Linked DNA regions of Mus musculus: regions 1, 2 and 3 are each linked to region 4. The links are chromatin contacts, called in public HiChIP or PLAC-seq and promoter capture Hi-C maps. All regions are on one chromosome and are shown on one strand. The core of a region is the stretch at or near the end of the contact, and the rest is flanking DNA. Distances in the headings are between cores, read along the strand shown. Region 1 has its middle 32 kb from the start of Gm38759. Region 2 holds the start of Nog (noggin). Region 3 has its middle 20 kb from the start of Gm38759. Region 4 holds the start of Stxbp4 (syntaxin binding protein 4).

Evidence for each region. Promoter capture Hi-C pulls out the DNA fragments that hold promoters and counts their contacts. HiChIP or PLAC-seq counts read pairs in DNA pulled down with a chosen protein or histone mark.
Region 1: an H3K27ac HiChIP or PLAC-seq map of extraembryonic endoderm stem cells shows a contact between it and region 4, with 8 times the contacts expected there. The contact joins the enhancer-like site here to the promoter of Stxbp4 in region 4. A contact is called at or near these places in 2 of 39 promoter capture datasets (embryonic stem cells and hippocampal neurons) and 3 of 115 datasets of contacts at active chromatin or transcription factors (embryonic forebrain, extraembryonic endoderm stem cells and large pre-B cells).
Region 2: a contact with region 4 is called in an H3K27ac HiChIP or PLAC-seq map of large pre-B cells, with 10 times the contacts expected there. The contact joins the promoter of Nog here to the promoter of Stxbp4 in region 4. A contact is called at or near these places in 1 of 39 promoter capture datasets (embryonic stem cells), 3 of 115 datasets of contacts at active chromatin or transcription factors (astrocytes, embryonic midbrain and large pre-B cells) and 1 of 9 other capture datasets (adipose tissue).
Region 3: a contact with region 4 is called in a promoter capture Hi-C map of hippocampal neurons, with 5 times the contacts expected there. The contact joins the enhancer-like site here to the promoter of Stxbp4 in region 4. A contact is called at or near these places in 6 of 39 promoter capture datasets (embryonic stem cells, hippocampal neurons, liver and 3 more), 2 of 484 Hi-C or Micro-C datasets (both in the G1E-ER4 cell line), 5 of 115 datasets of contacts at active chromatin or transcription factors (astrocytes, embryonic limb bud, large pre-B cells and 2 more) and 1 of 9 other capture datasets (liver).

Annotation. Positions count from the first base shown.
Region 1 is chr11:89,151,399-89,154,952 of GRCm38.p6, reverse strand. No RefSeq gene overlaps it. Among named protein-coding and RNA genes, the nearest start is that of Gm38759, 32 kb to the right of the region's middle. Within about 2 kb of position 1,317, at least 9 of the 459 cell types and tissues checked have an H3K27ac peak or open chromatin away from gene starts, as enhancers often do. A contact at or near this core is called in extraembryonic endoderm stem cells, where this site is marked.
Region 2 is chr11:89,300,871-89,304,266 of GRCm38.p6, reverse strand. Nog (noggin) reads left to right here and starts at 1,708. Exons shown (of 1, transcript NM_008711.2): 1 at 1,708-3,396. The coding sequence starts at 2,247. The coding sequence ends at 2,945.
Region 3 is chr11:89,099,932-89,103,518 of GRCm38.p6, reverse strand. No RefSeq gene overlaps it. Among named protein-coding and RNA genes, the nearest start is that of Gm38759, 20 kb to the left of the region's middle. Within about 2 kb of position 2,303, at least 142 of the 459 cell types and tissues checked have an H3K27ac peak or open chromatin away from gene starts, as enhancers often do. A contact at or near this core is called in the G1E-ER4 cell line, hippocampal neurons, liver and 3 more, where this site is marked.
Region 4 is chr11:90,636,437-90,639,938 of GRCm38.p6, reverse strand. Stxbp4 (syntaxin binding protein 4) reads left to right here and starts at 1,831. Exons shown (of 18, transcript NM_011505.2): 1 at 1,831-1,906. Cox11 (cytochrome c oxidase assembly protein 11, copper chaperone) reads right to left here and starts at 1,755. Exons shown (of 4, transcript NM_199008.2): 1 at 1,387-1,755. The coding sequence starts at 1,749.

The sequences.
Region 1 (3,554 bases), core at 68-2,567, 1.5 Mb after region 4:
GGGGCGGGGTCCCTGAAAGTTTGACTCCATGCTTAACAGCAAACTTTACCTCACGCTTAAACAATAACAAAGAATACATTGACTCCATCTCCTCCAGAGATGGGTTTTCTTTTCATCCTTACTCCAAAGAACAGGATTAGGAAACTGCTAGGAGGTACTGGACCAGAGCAAGTCTGAAACCCATGAGGGCCAATATGCCGTCCTATAGCTCCAAGTCTGGCATACACAATCCCAGAGCACTTAGTGGCAAGATGATAGAAACCCGTTCAAGAGGTTAGAAATGTCCTGCTTTTACGAACTTGTCAAGTTCGGTCCACATAGCTAATTGAGGGGAATGGGAGAGGAAGCTATTTCTGCCTATGGCCTTCAGCAGATATTCCGTGTTCCTGGCATGTCTTACTATCTGGAACCTCCTCTTTGTCTCCACTGTCACCTTTCCATGAGCCTCTCAGAGGCTGTCTGCCTGTGTGGATTCGAACCCTGCCACACAATGCCTGGTTTCCCAAACTTCCTTTGGAAATCTTGACGGAAGCCTCCATGACCCCATAACACGTCCCTTCCGTATGGACGCAAACCCATCATCCTGTGGCTGTCACAAAAAGGTCTCCTTCCACCAGCAGGCTCAGCAGCTGAGTCTTGTTGAGTGGTGGCTATGTGGCCTTGGAGTCCCTAGGCAGCTGAACACAAGAATCCTGAAGAAACAATTGGCTAGGTGGAGCCCCAGGGCTCGCCTCTTCAAACAAAGGCTTTACAAATGGTTCACACTTTTACACTGATGGCTTTGGACATTGCCTTGGTCCCATCTTTCCTTTGGGGATAGGAATGTTTACGCTGGGTTATTGTGTCTCAGAAGTATGTGACTCTTTTTATTTTTACAGGAATCCCAGCTGTGGGCTGGCCTTGAGCCTCAGAAGACACTTTGGACTTAAACTTCTGAGCAGTACTTTGAGCTGTTGACTTTGGGGACTTGGAGATGGACCACACCCCTTCCCGGCTCTCTGGTCACTTTCTGGCCTCTAGAAGTTGAGCAGCCTCCTCCACCACCCATTCCCACCCCCACTGCCCTGCCTCACCAAAGGCAACAGGAGCCAGGTGACCCTAAACTGGAACCTCTGACCCCATGAGCTTAAACAAGTCCTCCTCCTTTTACCTTGTTTATTTTAAATATTGTGTTTCAATGAAGGAAAACTAATACCTGATTCCGGAGCACGTTTGTTTTAGCACCCCAGAGGTTCATCCCAGTCTTTGTCTGTCCTTCACACTCTGAAACTTGTGGCTCATCTCACAGCATACCTCATTGTGGCCTCGGTGCTGAGCCCCTCCACAATGGTGCATTGTTCCACTATCTGATAGCTGCTGACTCCGGGCAGTGTCCTCACAAGTAAGACTCCATAGGCCACGGACCAGCTCCATCCCAATTCCCAATTCCACCTTCCGTAACCCCAGCCTGTGCACAGTGCTTTCGGCTTGTTGGGGAGGAGGTAGTGTCCAGGTACTTGTTCCCTGGGGCCCCAGTCTCTAGAGACCTATGCTAGAACAGTGGGTTCTGTGTGCCTTGGCATTCCATGGCCAGACTCCAGCCATGCTCTGAGGTTGTTTCAGACACAGCTCTAAATGCCCTGGGCCCTGCCTCCCCAAAAGCCAGGAGCAAGTCCAGCCTGAGGCTCTATCGCCCTCATTTGGTAGTGGCTAGATGTGAAAAGAGAAACTGGCCACCAGCAGAAGCTGGAGTTAAGGCAGGTTATAATTTCCTGGGGGGGGGGGGGGAGCAGGGCATAGCAGCCATCCAGCTAAACGAGTCTGGATGCAGCTGGCCTTGTGATGTCATGGTTACCAGCCTGGACCACACACACAGCCTCAATGCCCCTTCATAGCTCTTCTCTCATCACTGCCAATCCCAGAAGACTATCCAACAACTTGGAGAATCAACCTTCTCCTTACTGGGTCAATAGTATCAAAAAAACCTACAGGCTCAGGCTAGCTCCCGTCTCCTTCTTGGTGTTTCACCTGATAGGAGCCGTGCTGGGGCCAGTCTGATTTCTTCTTGAGGCCGGGAGAAGTGTGAGGTTTTATGTTTAAACCATGGGGCATCAACTTGTTTCACACGCCAGGCCTAAATTTCAGGAAAGAAATGACCCCTGATTCATCAAAGTCCTGGGTGAAAGGTGCTGATTAGTAAATTCAGATTCAGAGAGAAGATACCAGCTCCCATACACCTGAAGGTCAAGGTCACAGACAAAGACATTCATGGTAGGAACTCCTAGCTTGGGGGAAGGGCAGCTGGGACCCATGAGTTTTCCCCCACAGAGCTTGTGAGGTGTATACACAGTGGTCTGTGTTATCTGTCACTACTGCTCATTTAGCTTAGCAATTGTGACCCAAATGTCTACCTCAGTGTTGTCATCTCCTAGATACCATTTCTGAGCTATTAGATGGAAGGAAGGGAGGGAGGAAGGGAGGAAGGGAGGGAGGGAGGGAGGGAGGGAGGAAGGAAGGAAGGAAGGAAGGAAGGAAGGAAGGAAGGAAGGAAGGAAGGAAGGAAGGAAGGAAAAACTGTGCTGTACTGAGCAGAATTAGAGATAGAACATTGCTCCAAAATTACAGCAAATGCATACTGAAACCCATGACTTTGAGAGGCACAGCCATTCCCTCACAAGGGCACAAACACCAAGTGGTGCTGAGATTCACTGGGCTGCCACCATCACTGCATGGTCTTCACCTGTCACCATCTTAGAAAAGAGTGAAAAATGGGGAGCACCCAACAAGACAGAGCAGAGACCTCAATCATTCAAGTTCAAATTACTTCCCAAAGATACTGCTCTCCACTGGCTCAGGCTATGGCTGCCAGGATTAATTAGAACTAAGGGGTTTGTTTTCCTCCTTCGCCCCTAACTCTTTGGAGAGGAGTGGGCTCAGAAAAGGAAAATAAAATCCATTCTAAAGAATTGTCTTTGGGGCCTGTGACATAGGTCAGCAGGTACAAGTGCTTGGTACCCAAAATTGATGACTTCAGTTCCATCCCTGGATTCCAAAACCTGTCCTCTGACCTACACATACACACACACACACACACACACACACACACACACACACACACACACACCATAACATACATGTGCCCACACACATATACATACACTAATAATGATTTATAAATAAGATTTAATTTAAAAATAAGAATTGAGGCTAAAGAGAGGCCTCTGGGGTTTAGAGCACTTGTTGCTCTTACAGAGGACCCAAGTTTCAATTCCCAGCACCTACATGGTGACCCATAACCATGAATAACTCAAGTTCCAGGAAATCTGACGGCCTCTTCTGGCCTCTGCAGACACTAAACACACATACAGTGCAAATCCACACATGCAGATAAAACACCTATATGTATAAAATAAAATAAGTCTAAAAGATATTGAAAGCAATAATTATCTTTGGATTATACTTTCACTGAAAGCATGATTATCTAAAGAATAAACTGATCGGAGCTGGAGAGATGGCTCTGCAGTTAAGAGCACTGACTGTTCTTCCAAAGGTCTTGAGTCCAATTCCCAGCAACC
Region 2 (3,396 bases), core at 459-2,958, 1.3 Mb after region 4:
GAATTCCAGGACATTCACTCCAGATATCTCTCCTCCACCCCTATCCAGATGGGATCACGTCACCATCATAAAGGACTCTGAGCTCGGTCTTGACCCAGCTCTTCCTCCAAAGGAAAACAGTTCCCATTTCTCATCAAAGGGTTTATTCCTTCTTTTCAATAAGCAGTGTCCCTTTGCTGGGCTGAATTTGGATTAGTGACCTAACTCAGTTGTTAGAACTATAAGATGGTTGGGGGGGGGGGGGAACTTAGGTCACTAATCCAAAAACTAAAGTTTAGAGTGCCACCCAAGCGACTTACCCAAGGTCTACATAGATGTGCCAGAGTGGACAGCATCCAGAACTAGGGTACCTTATTTCTAGTATACATTTCCTTTTCTAGTCACCACTCTCTGCCCACTGAGGCTGTTTGCCCCAGCCAGATGATGCAAACCTGTGTACTTGTGAAATCGAAGTACCTTGGAGGAAAATCTCAGGATCTTTGTTTACACTAAGTCTGGAGATCTATGAGAAAGCATTCAAAAGCATAAAGTGCCTGTCAGTGTGTAAATATGGCACAGATGCGCACACACACACACACACACACACACCAGCCAGAACTAAATGCAGGGATCACAAAGGGCCAGCAGAGGGCGCGCCGCCCCCAGGGAGGTGAGAGCTAGTTGTACCAAGCAGCGAAGATTAGGAGAGCCACAGGCTAGGAGGATGTACCTCTATCTCCCCGCCACTCACCCGGTAGGACTAGGCGAAGGAGGAGGGTGAGAAGACCCCCGACTCCCCGCTTCGTGGATCTGAGGGGCAGAGAAGGGGTGCTACCTAGAAATTACATCACGCTGCGCAACGCTGCGGCTCTTGGTGTGTGTGTGTGTGTGTGTGTGTGTGTGTGTGTGTGTGTGTGTGTGTGTGTGTGTGTGTGTTGGGGGGAGGGGACTTACCCCAAGCCCGAGAGAGAGAGAGAGAGAGAGAGAGAGAGAGAGAGAGAGAGAGAGAGAGAGAGAGAGAGAGAGAGTGTAAAAAAGACACGCACCCGGGAAAATGCTCCATGCACATGGAGAAATTTCTTGCTAGGAACTGCACTGGAAACCGGGCCCCCGGCATCTCCCTGCTGCTCCCCTCCCGGTACAAATCACTCAGCTAGTGAGAGTCCCCCAGCCCCACCTCGACAACCCCACACCCCTCAACTCCAGCCCTGCACCCTCCAGCCTGGCTCCAGCGCCGCCACGAGCTTTCCCCGGGACTGGCCCTGGCGGGGCGCCTAGAGCCCCATTGCATTGCTCCAGGAGAAAGGAGGGGGGCGGTGCATTTTGTAGGAGGAGGAGAACCGGGGCGGGGGTTGGGGGGGGGAGAGAAAATTGCGCGGAGACCTGCCAAGCGCCACCGCCGCCGCCGCCACCGCCGCTGCCGCGCCGCCGCCGCCTGTGAGCTCCGGCGGGCAGCCTGACTGTCGGCTTCCCGGGGCATCTGGGTCCGGCGGGGCACAGTCCTGGGCGCTGCCGGAGCCGCCGCCGCCGCCGCCGCCGCGGCGACCAGTGCAGTCGCTTTCCCCCCGAGCCCGTGCGTCTCCGGCTCCTCGCGGGTGGAGGAGTTGGGGGTGGGGTTGTTGTTTGGGGGGAAGAAGGGGGAGGGGGCAACGCGGAGAGAGAGTCAGTGGTTTCCATGGTGATGGAGCTGAAAGTGCAGGAAATTTAAAGGCTTGGACCCTGCGAGACAGACAAACCGGTGCCAACGTGCGCGGACGCCGCCGCCGCCACCGCCGCCACCGCCGCTGGAGTCCGCCGGGCAGAGCCGGCTGCGCTGCCCGGAGCAGGCAGAGAGAAGTGGCCCAGGACCCGCTCTACCGGAGGCTCCGCACAGAGAAACAAGACGCCGAGCGACCGGAGGAGGAGGAGGGAAAAGGCTCGTCCACGCGCCCTGCGCCGCCGGCAGCCCGGGAGAACAGCGAGGAGCCGGCGCCCCCAGCGCCCCACGGTCGCGCTGGAGTAATCTCGGATGCCCGACCGCGGCCGCCTTCCCAAGTAGAGCGGCGGGGGGGAATTGCGACCAACTCGTGCGCGTCTTCTGCGCCGCGGCGGGAGCCGGCGCTGCGCGAACGGCTCTCCTCGCGGCTCATGCTGCCTGCCCTGCGCCTGCTCAGCCTCGGGTGAGCCACCTCCGGAGGGACCGGGGAGCACGGCAGCGCCGCGGACTCGGCGTGCTCTCCTCCGGGGACGCGGGACGAAGAGGCAGCCCCGGGGCGCGCGCGGGAGGCATGGAGCGCTGCCCCAGCCTGGGGGTCACCCTCTACGCCCTGGTGGTGGTCCTGGGGCTGCGGGCAGCACCAGCCGGCGGCCAGCACTATCTACACATCCGCCCAGCACCCAGCGACAACCTGCCCCTGGTGGACCTCATCGAACATCCAGACCCTATCTTTGACCCTAAGGAGAAGGATCTGAACGAGACGCTGCTGCGCTCGCTGCTCGGGGGCCACTACGACCCGGGCTTTATGGCTACTTCGCCCCCTGAGGACCGACCCGGAGGGGGCGGGGGACCGGCTGGAGGTGCCGAGGACCTGGCGGAGCTGGACCAGCTGCTGCGGCAGCGGCCGTCGGGGGCCATGCCGAGCGAGATCAAAGGGCTGGAGTTCTCCGAGGGCTTGGCCCAAGGCAAGAAACAGCGCCTGAGCAAGAAGCTGAGGAGGAAGTTACAGATGTGGCTGTGGTCACAGACCTTCTGCCCGGTGCTGTACGCGTGGAATGACCTAGGCAGCCGCTTTTGGCCACGCTACGTGAAGGTGGGCAGCTGCTTCAGCAAGCGCTCCTGCTCTGTGCCCGAGGGCATGGTGTGTAAGCCATCCAAGTCTGTGCACCTCACGGTGCTGCGGTGGCGCTGTCAGCGGCGCGGGGGTCAGCGCTGCGGCTGGATTCCCATCCAGTACCCCATCATTTCCGAGTGTAAGTGTTCCTGCTAGAACTCGGGGGGGCCCCCTGCCCGCGCCCAGACACTTGATGGATCCCCACCAACGCCCCCCCTACCCCCACCACCTCCAACCAGTTTCACCACCCTCTAGCGAGGGTTTTCAATGAACTTTTTTTCTTCTTGGCTACAGAGACCTGGCTTTCTGGTTCCTGTAATGCACTGTTTAACTGTGTAGGAATGTATATGTGTGTGTATATACGGTCCCAGTTTTAATTTACTTATTAAAAGGTCAGTATTATACGTCAAAAGTTACCCGGCTTCTACTGTATTTTAAAAAGGCAAGCAAAAGGAAAAAAGAGCAGAGAAAAGAGAGACTTATTCTGGTTGTTGGTAATAATGTTAACCTGCTATTTATATCCCAGTACCCTTCGCATGGCGAAGCAGGGGGGAAAAGTTATTTTTTCTTAAAAGTACAAAGAGAGGGGGAACTTTTGTAGAAGGAC
Region 3 (3,587 bases), core at 1,054-3,553, 1.5 Mb after region 4:
CCATTTTCATTCGCTCCAAGATCAAGGCCTCCTCCCTGTCCGCCTTCTCCAGGAAGGCAATAGCGTGCCTTCTGGCCACAGGGAGAACGTGGTATCTGGTGACACTACTGGGAACACTGACAAAAATGTGGCCGTAGTGGGCTTCCCGGGCTCTCAGGAAGGACTCCGTATCAGTCACACTGCCTCACACACAGGAAGAACATGAGCTGGTGCCGGCGGAGCAGGACGACCCGAGCCTTTGGTCTTGGCTTTCCCCTCCTGAAGTATTTTTATCCATCCGGAGAGGCCTGCTGGCCTTGTCACCCGTGAGTGTGTGTCTACCCAAAGTAGCTATGCCCTGAATATGTTCAGTACCGAGCCTTAGATGGGCATTCTCTGCCATTTCAAAAAGACACATGACGTCAAAGACTCAGGTGAGAACATTCAATACTGTCTGTCTCCTCAGAGGGGTGAGAGCCTGGTTTTGTGTATTGTTTGAGTTTGGGTTTGGTTAGCAGCCCCGAGAATTGAACATAGAGCCTCTTACACCCTAAGGGTGCACTGTGCCAGTGAACTCATACACACACACACACACACACACACACACACACACACACACACACCTTTTGGGTTTTCAAAGGATTTTCCTGGCTTTCCTAGAACTCATTATACAGACCAGGCTGGCCTCAAACTCAAGAGATCTACCTGCCTCTGCCTCCCAAGAGCTGGGGATTAAAGGCACACACCACCACAGCCTGGCTCCCAGTCCTTTTCTTTCTTAATTTTTAAATCAAGGTCTTGCGAAGTTGCTCACTGCTAGCTAGCCTTGAACGTGGGATCCTCCTGCCTCAGCTTCTTGAGTAGCTAGAATTACAGACCCTCACCAACAGGCCTGGTTTGCATTGTTGGGTTTTTATGGAAACATCTACTTTGCAAATGAAAAAAGAGGAAGGTGTAAGACTCTCAATAAATGTAAAGGGACAAGCCATTCAGAAATGGCAGCAAAGACTGCAGATTCTATGTCCAGTGTCTCTGAAGACCCAGCCCCTGTGGCCATCTTTTCAGGTCAGGCCTGAATCCCAGCTCTGACTCATCCTTTCTCTCCAGAGAGCTGCAGCCATCACCCTAGCCTTAGAAGCTTAGTCTTGGTAGGGAGAGCACGGAAAGGTTCATAGGATTTCCAGCCACACACGTGAGCATGTGTTCCATGCAGTGTATAGAATGCAGGTGCAGCAGAGCTGTCCCAGAAGGGAGAGACCTGCCACATGATGAGAGGCCAGGTCTGCAGCCCTGCCTGGTGCTTGCCAGATTCTAGAACTGGAGGTCTACTAGTTACCCCAACACACACCCAGGCTCCACCCGCCAGTCTATAAAGTGATCATGATGGGAAGATGGAATCCTTGGCCGGATCTCCTGGTATCCGTGTGAAATAAGAGAAAGCAGAGAGAGTCCAGTTGATGTGGAATTCACTCGGTATGCATTGGCCAATAGTTGCAGTAGAGGAATTAAGGCTATTGTTCTTTAATCTTTTCATCTATATTTCTATTATCATTATTGTTGTGGTTGTTGTTATTCCCTACTGCCGATGAAAATGTATCAGGCATCGTACCTGAGATACAAAGAAGAATGTGGCAGGGCTGGAGAGATGGCTCAGTGGTTAAAGGGCACTGACTGCTCTTCCAGAGGTCCTGAGTTCAATTCCCAAGCAACCACATGGTGGCTCACAGCCATTTGTAATGGGGCCCAATGCATTCTTCTGGTGTGTGTCTGAAGACAGCTACAGTGTAGTCATATAAATAAAAATAAGTAAATCTTTAAAAAAAAGAGAATGGGGCAGCCTAGCCAGTCTTCGGGTGCTCACTGTATGTGATTCAAGTTCAGAGAAAGTTCATCATTAACCCAATGGCAGGCAGGTGGAATTCTTAAAGAACTAGAAAAGATGTGATGGAGGATGACAAAGAAGCCGAGGCAAGGAGACGGCTTATCCCTGTCCCACCTGGCCAGCCAGCGGTTGGACTCGAGGATAAAAATCAACACAGCCCAGATTCTGCGTATGTTCCAAGCTCCGGCCCTGAAGTCTTATTTCCAGAGGCCATTCTTGACAAAGGGATAACTAATTGCCAAAACGAAACCAGATCAAAGTGGATAGTTTTCTTTTTATGCCCAGTGATTTGTCTAGTTAGCCAGACTGGGGATAAAACCGAATGTGTCACTGTACGGAGATACCAGAAAGTGAAAGGCGAGGGAAGCTCGCTCGAGGCAGGACTTCTTATCCGCCCCGCCGCCCCTTCCAAGAGTCTCCTCGGGTGGAATCCTGTAGTCTGTCTCCTGGGAGCGGTTCGCTCTCCAGAAAATATGACACTATTTCCTGCCCTTGTTTGTTAACACACCCCGTCACCATCCGCCTCGGTTTCATGTAACTGCCAAGCGGTATTAACACCCTCCTCCTCGCTGAGGCAGAAAATAGAAAAGGAAGAATTCAACAGACACCCCCTTCCCCCGTGTCATCCTCAGAGGCACCAAGATAACCAGGCCAGAAACCACAATTGGAGCTATGCTCCCTCCGCCCAGGCACGCTAAAGACAGCCAGTTTAACCACCTTCTGCATTTTCCTTCAAAGAGAAAGTGTGTTATTTAGGCTATTTAGACTCTCTTCCTTGCAACAGAGAAATTTTTTCTGTTGTTGTTGTTGTTGCTGCTGCTGCTGCTGCTGCTGCTGCAGTGGTGGTGATTTTTTGTTTTGTTTGTTTGTTTTGTTTTGTCCAAATACAAAGCAAGAGGGGGAACTGTCAGCAGGAGTCTGCAACAATCAGGTGAGCCGCCCGCTGGCGCCTGCAGCGGAGACACACTGACCCCTAGTGGCCAGCCGAGCCCTTACAGTCCTGGGCCCACCCTTGCTCAGTAAACTAGCCCTTGTCACAGGCAATCCCCGAGTGCGCCTTGAGTGGGTGTGGCCCGTGCTGTGTCTCCACCACCTGACCCAGCATACTTATGCACACGTGCACTCACACACTCCTTTTCCCTTTTTCCTTCTGAACAATAGAAGCAATTTTCCCTCCTTTAGACCATTCCAGAGAACAATTTCCTAGGTACCTTAGGAGTGGCTCCTAGGCTCAGCAGGTTTCTAAATTCTGGGGGAGTTCATAAGAAAGGTAAGTGTGAGTCGGGCGTGGTGGCGCATGCCTTTAATCCCAGCACTTGGGAGGCAGAGGCAGGTGGATTTCTGAGTTCGAGGCCAGCCTGGTCTACAAAGTGAGTGCCAGGACAGCCAGGGCTATACAGAGCAACCCTGTCTCAAAAAGACCAAGAAAAGAAAAGAAAAGAAAAGAAAAGAAAAGAAAAGAAAAGAAAAGAAAAGAAAAGAAAAGAAAAGAAAAGAAAAGAAAAGAAAAGAAAAGAAAAGAAAAGAAAAGAAAAGAAAAGAAAAGAAAAGAAAAGAAAAGAAAAGAAAAGAAAAGATAAATGTGTGTCGTCCCCCCCCACCCTCACCCCACCCCACCCCCATATAACCCGGGGCTGGGGAGATGGTTCAGTGAATAAGAGCACTTCCTGCTCAGGTATGAGGATCTGAGTTCCAATCTCTTAGCACCCATGTGAAAACCAGAAAG
Region 4 (3,502 bases), core at 582-3,081:
GCATCATGACTGTTTTCCCACTTGGGAGATTAATGTTTTCCTGCCTCTTAGCTGTAATTCTCTGCATACACACCTATTTACCCTTCATCACAGTTAATGAGGCCCTGACTTTCTTCCTCTTGTCTGGCTACCCTGCCCGCCAACTACCCTAAAGTAGCAAAAGAGTAATTTGTGTCTGACGTTTCCCCATCACCATTATTTCCTCATTAGAGGTAGAGGTGGTGTTACTTCCAAGGTGTACACACTGCTGCCTGAGGTTATCACAATTCTCACTGCCAGATAATTCACCTTTCTTACACCAGAAAAACAAAAAGCCGAATGAGGCTAAAGGAAGATGCAAAAAAAAAAAAAAAAAAAAAAAAACCCTACCATATTAATATTTTATTATCTTTCTTTCACTTGTTACACACGTTACTTAGCTTTTTCAATTTCTCTCAATATTGTCAAATTAAACTTTAATCCTAAAAGAGAAATCATAAATTTGACCTTAGTTAACAGGTAAGGATATGATTCTGTTTCAGAGACTCAGTTTTAAGATGAACTATTTTTTTTTTCATAAAGGATTTAAATCCGCTGAAGAAAAAGCAAGTTAAGTGTTCCGTCTTTCAATAACAAAACAATTCCTTATATATTCTAGGGACATGTTATTGAAGTTTCTCAAGTTTGGTGTTTAAACTAAAAGGTAGAAAACAGAAAAATAATGTCCTGGGCTCAAGCCTATATTACTGAGTCTGTCACAGTTTTCCTGGGTTACATTTTAATTTGCTCATGAAGAGGGACCATTCTATGGCTTCCCTTATTTATTTATTTCCTTCTCTAAAACTCGTTGATTCCACAAGTAACAGGGCATTCTTTTGGAAATATCGGTGCTTAACGTGGAACTTGATTTTAGGGTTTTTTTCCTTTTTTTTTTTTTTTAAACCTCAGGCTAACCCAGCCTAGCCTGATGATGCTAAACTAGCCTAGGCTGATGATGCTAACCTAGAATGAGGAAAGCTTGAACACAGGAGTGTCAATTCCATTTCTGTGGGTCTCGGCACCACTGTATACTATTAGCATTTTAGGTTGGACAACTATCTGGGGCAGGGGAGGTGTCCTGTGAACCTCCAGGTATGCGACAGCCGCTCTAACTCACCAAGTGTCAGCGGTACCTTCTCCCCGCGCTTCACAGAATGGCTGTGCTGATAGCCCTTTGAAGGGTGGCACCAGCTCCATCATTACCGGAACCGGCTTCCACTTGCAAGGTTTTTTAGTGACCTTGGGCACGTCCTTCCCGGTCTGGATCCGAGGCGACGCCCCCCTCCCCCCTCCGGCGGGTGACCTCGGCCTCCCCGGCAGGGGGATGGCTCAGGTGGGATCCGTGCCGCGCTTCGTCCCCTCCCTTACCTGGCAGTAGAGCCGATAGAGGGGCACCGCGGCGTAGGAGGCCCCCAGCATGCCCACGGCGGCCGCGGCCACGTAGGTGAGCACCGTCTTGTTCCGCCGCCGCCACTCGTCCTCCTGCGCGCGCTGGAAAGGGTTGCTGCTCCTCGGCCGCCGTGGCGGCTGCGTCGCGGGCCCCCGGACCCCGCACGGGCGCTTCCATGTCCCGAGGCGTCTCAGACCCCGCTCCGCGCCTCCGAGCCCATCCCACCCGGGCCTAAGCACCAGCTCTGCGTTCACCACAGTCCGCCCTGACCACCCGGGCTGCCTCCAGCCCCGGCCACACGAAGCCACCAACCTCCATCCCGGACACCAGAGCCCTCCCATAACCCCCCGGAAAGAATGCCCGCCTGGCGGGGCCGCTGGCGAGATCTCGCGAGACCTCGCGAGTCTCGCGGTACCCGGCTTGAGCCTCCGCTGCTGCCTTGACTACCAGATTCCACAGTTAGCAGTGGCGCTACGGAGGCCGGGTGGCCCGAAGAGGGTAAGTTCGCGTTTTCTTGCTAAGTGACTGTGCCTCGCACTTTTGTTTCCTTGGGATGCTTCTTTAGTTTACTTTGCAGAAAATGCATTTGGGCCTTCGGCGTGCAAGCTCCTCACTGGGGCTTGTATCCCCATCTCCCCAAACTTCGCCAGCCTTTGTCTCGACCTAGCGGCCCCCAGCGGCAGCTCTGCCGCGGGGCTCTCACTTGGGGTTCGCTCAGCCCCGTTGCTTTCCGCCGCTGACTGAGCGCAGGCAAACCAACGTCCCTCTTTCTGGAACACTTAGTATGAGAACCGCCTTTCTCTCCAACACCCCGACCTGTGCATCTTCTCAGCCCCATGGGCAGATGTCTCCCACTGCGCTCATCACCCCTCTGCTGTTTACCCAGCAAAACCATTAGGTCAGACAGCCGCCGAAAAAACCAAGTTTGTTCAGAATAGAGGGACCAGGACAGGAGGGCCTTTAAAGGAGGGACTGAAGGAATAAAGACGTGCATCTTGCAGGCACAGACCCCTGGGAAATACGCTAAAGCTTTCTTCAGTTCTCTAAATGTTCCACAAACAAGGACCAATAAATATTAAATAGCACTGAGAGCAGATTCGGAGGTTAAGCATCAATGAATTTACACAAGTCTTGTCCTTGCATAAGTTTAATTTTAATATGACTTCTCCGTAACCTGATGGCCCTATTTCGTGAATGGAAATCACAGTAATTCAAGGAGGGTAAGAATATAATATGATTTTTGCCATTGCTTGAAGCATAGTAAGAATTTTATAAAAGTTAGGTCATTTCTTTTTCAAAATAATGGTTTGGTTTTATTAATTCTTTGAGGGTATTTTACTCTGTATTTGGGTCATATTCATCCCCTACTCCAGGCTCCTCCCAAAACTACCCCCCCCCCCACATTATTATTATCCAGAGTCCAGGCTGAAGGCGAACTAACTCATTGATGTGTTAGTCTGTGAGTGTGATCGGTGTGATCAATTGCACCATTAAAGAAAACTGACTTTCCTTCTTCCAGAAGCTGTAAGAAGCCAATAGCTCTCTCGTGCCCACCTTTCCACCTCCATAAGCTAGAGCTTATTTCTGATGGCCTCTGTGGGTCTAACTATCCCCACATTGTGGATTGGAACCGAAAACTGGAAGAGCTATCAGTCAATCAGCACGTATTCCTTGACTCTCACTGAGCCATACACCTTTTTAGTTTGCTGGGGACATTCCAAACTAAGTCAGGCACAATCACTTTTGTTATTGACTGCAGCCTCTACTGAAGGACTCAGAAAATAAATGTAAAATAAAGGAATTTCAACTAACAGTGTCTGCTATGAAACTAGCTGATGATGGCATGAAGTCATTGAGAGTGACAATGAGGAGGGTAAAAGAAGGTCTAAAGAGGTAAAAGAAGGTCTTCCTGGGGGTGACATTTGAGCCTACTCCCAAACTGTGAAAGAGCTACCCACGAGACAAAAATCTCACATCGTACACAAGTCCAGAGACAGAAATAAGTTGGATAGGATTGAATATCAACAAAGACAAACAACAACAAAAAAAACCAGGGTCCGTGTGGAGCGTGCAGAGCGAGCAGAGTTAACAGTG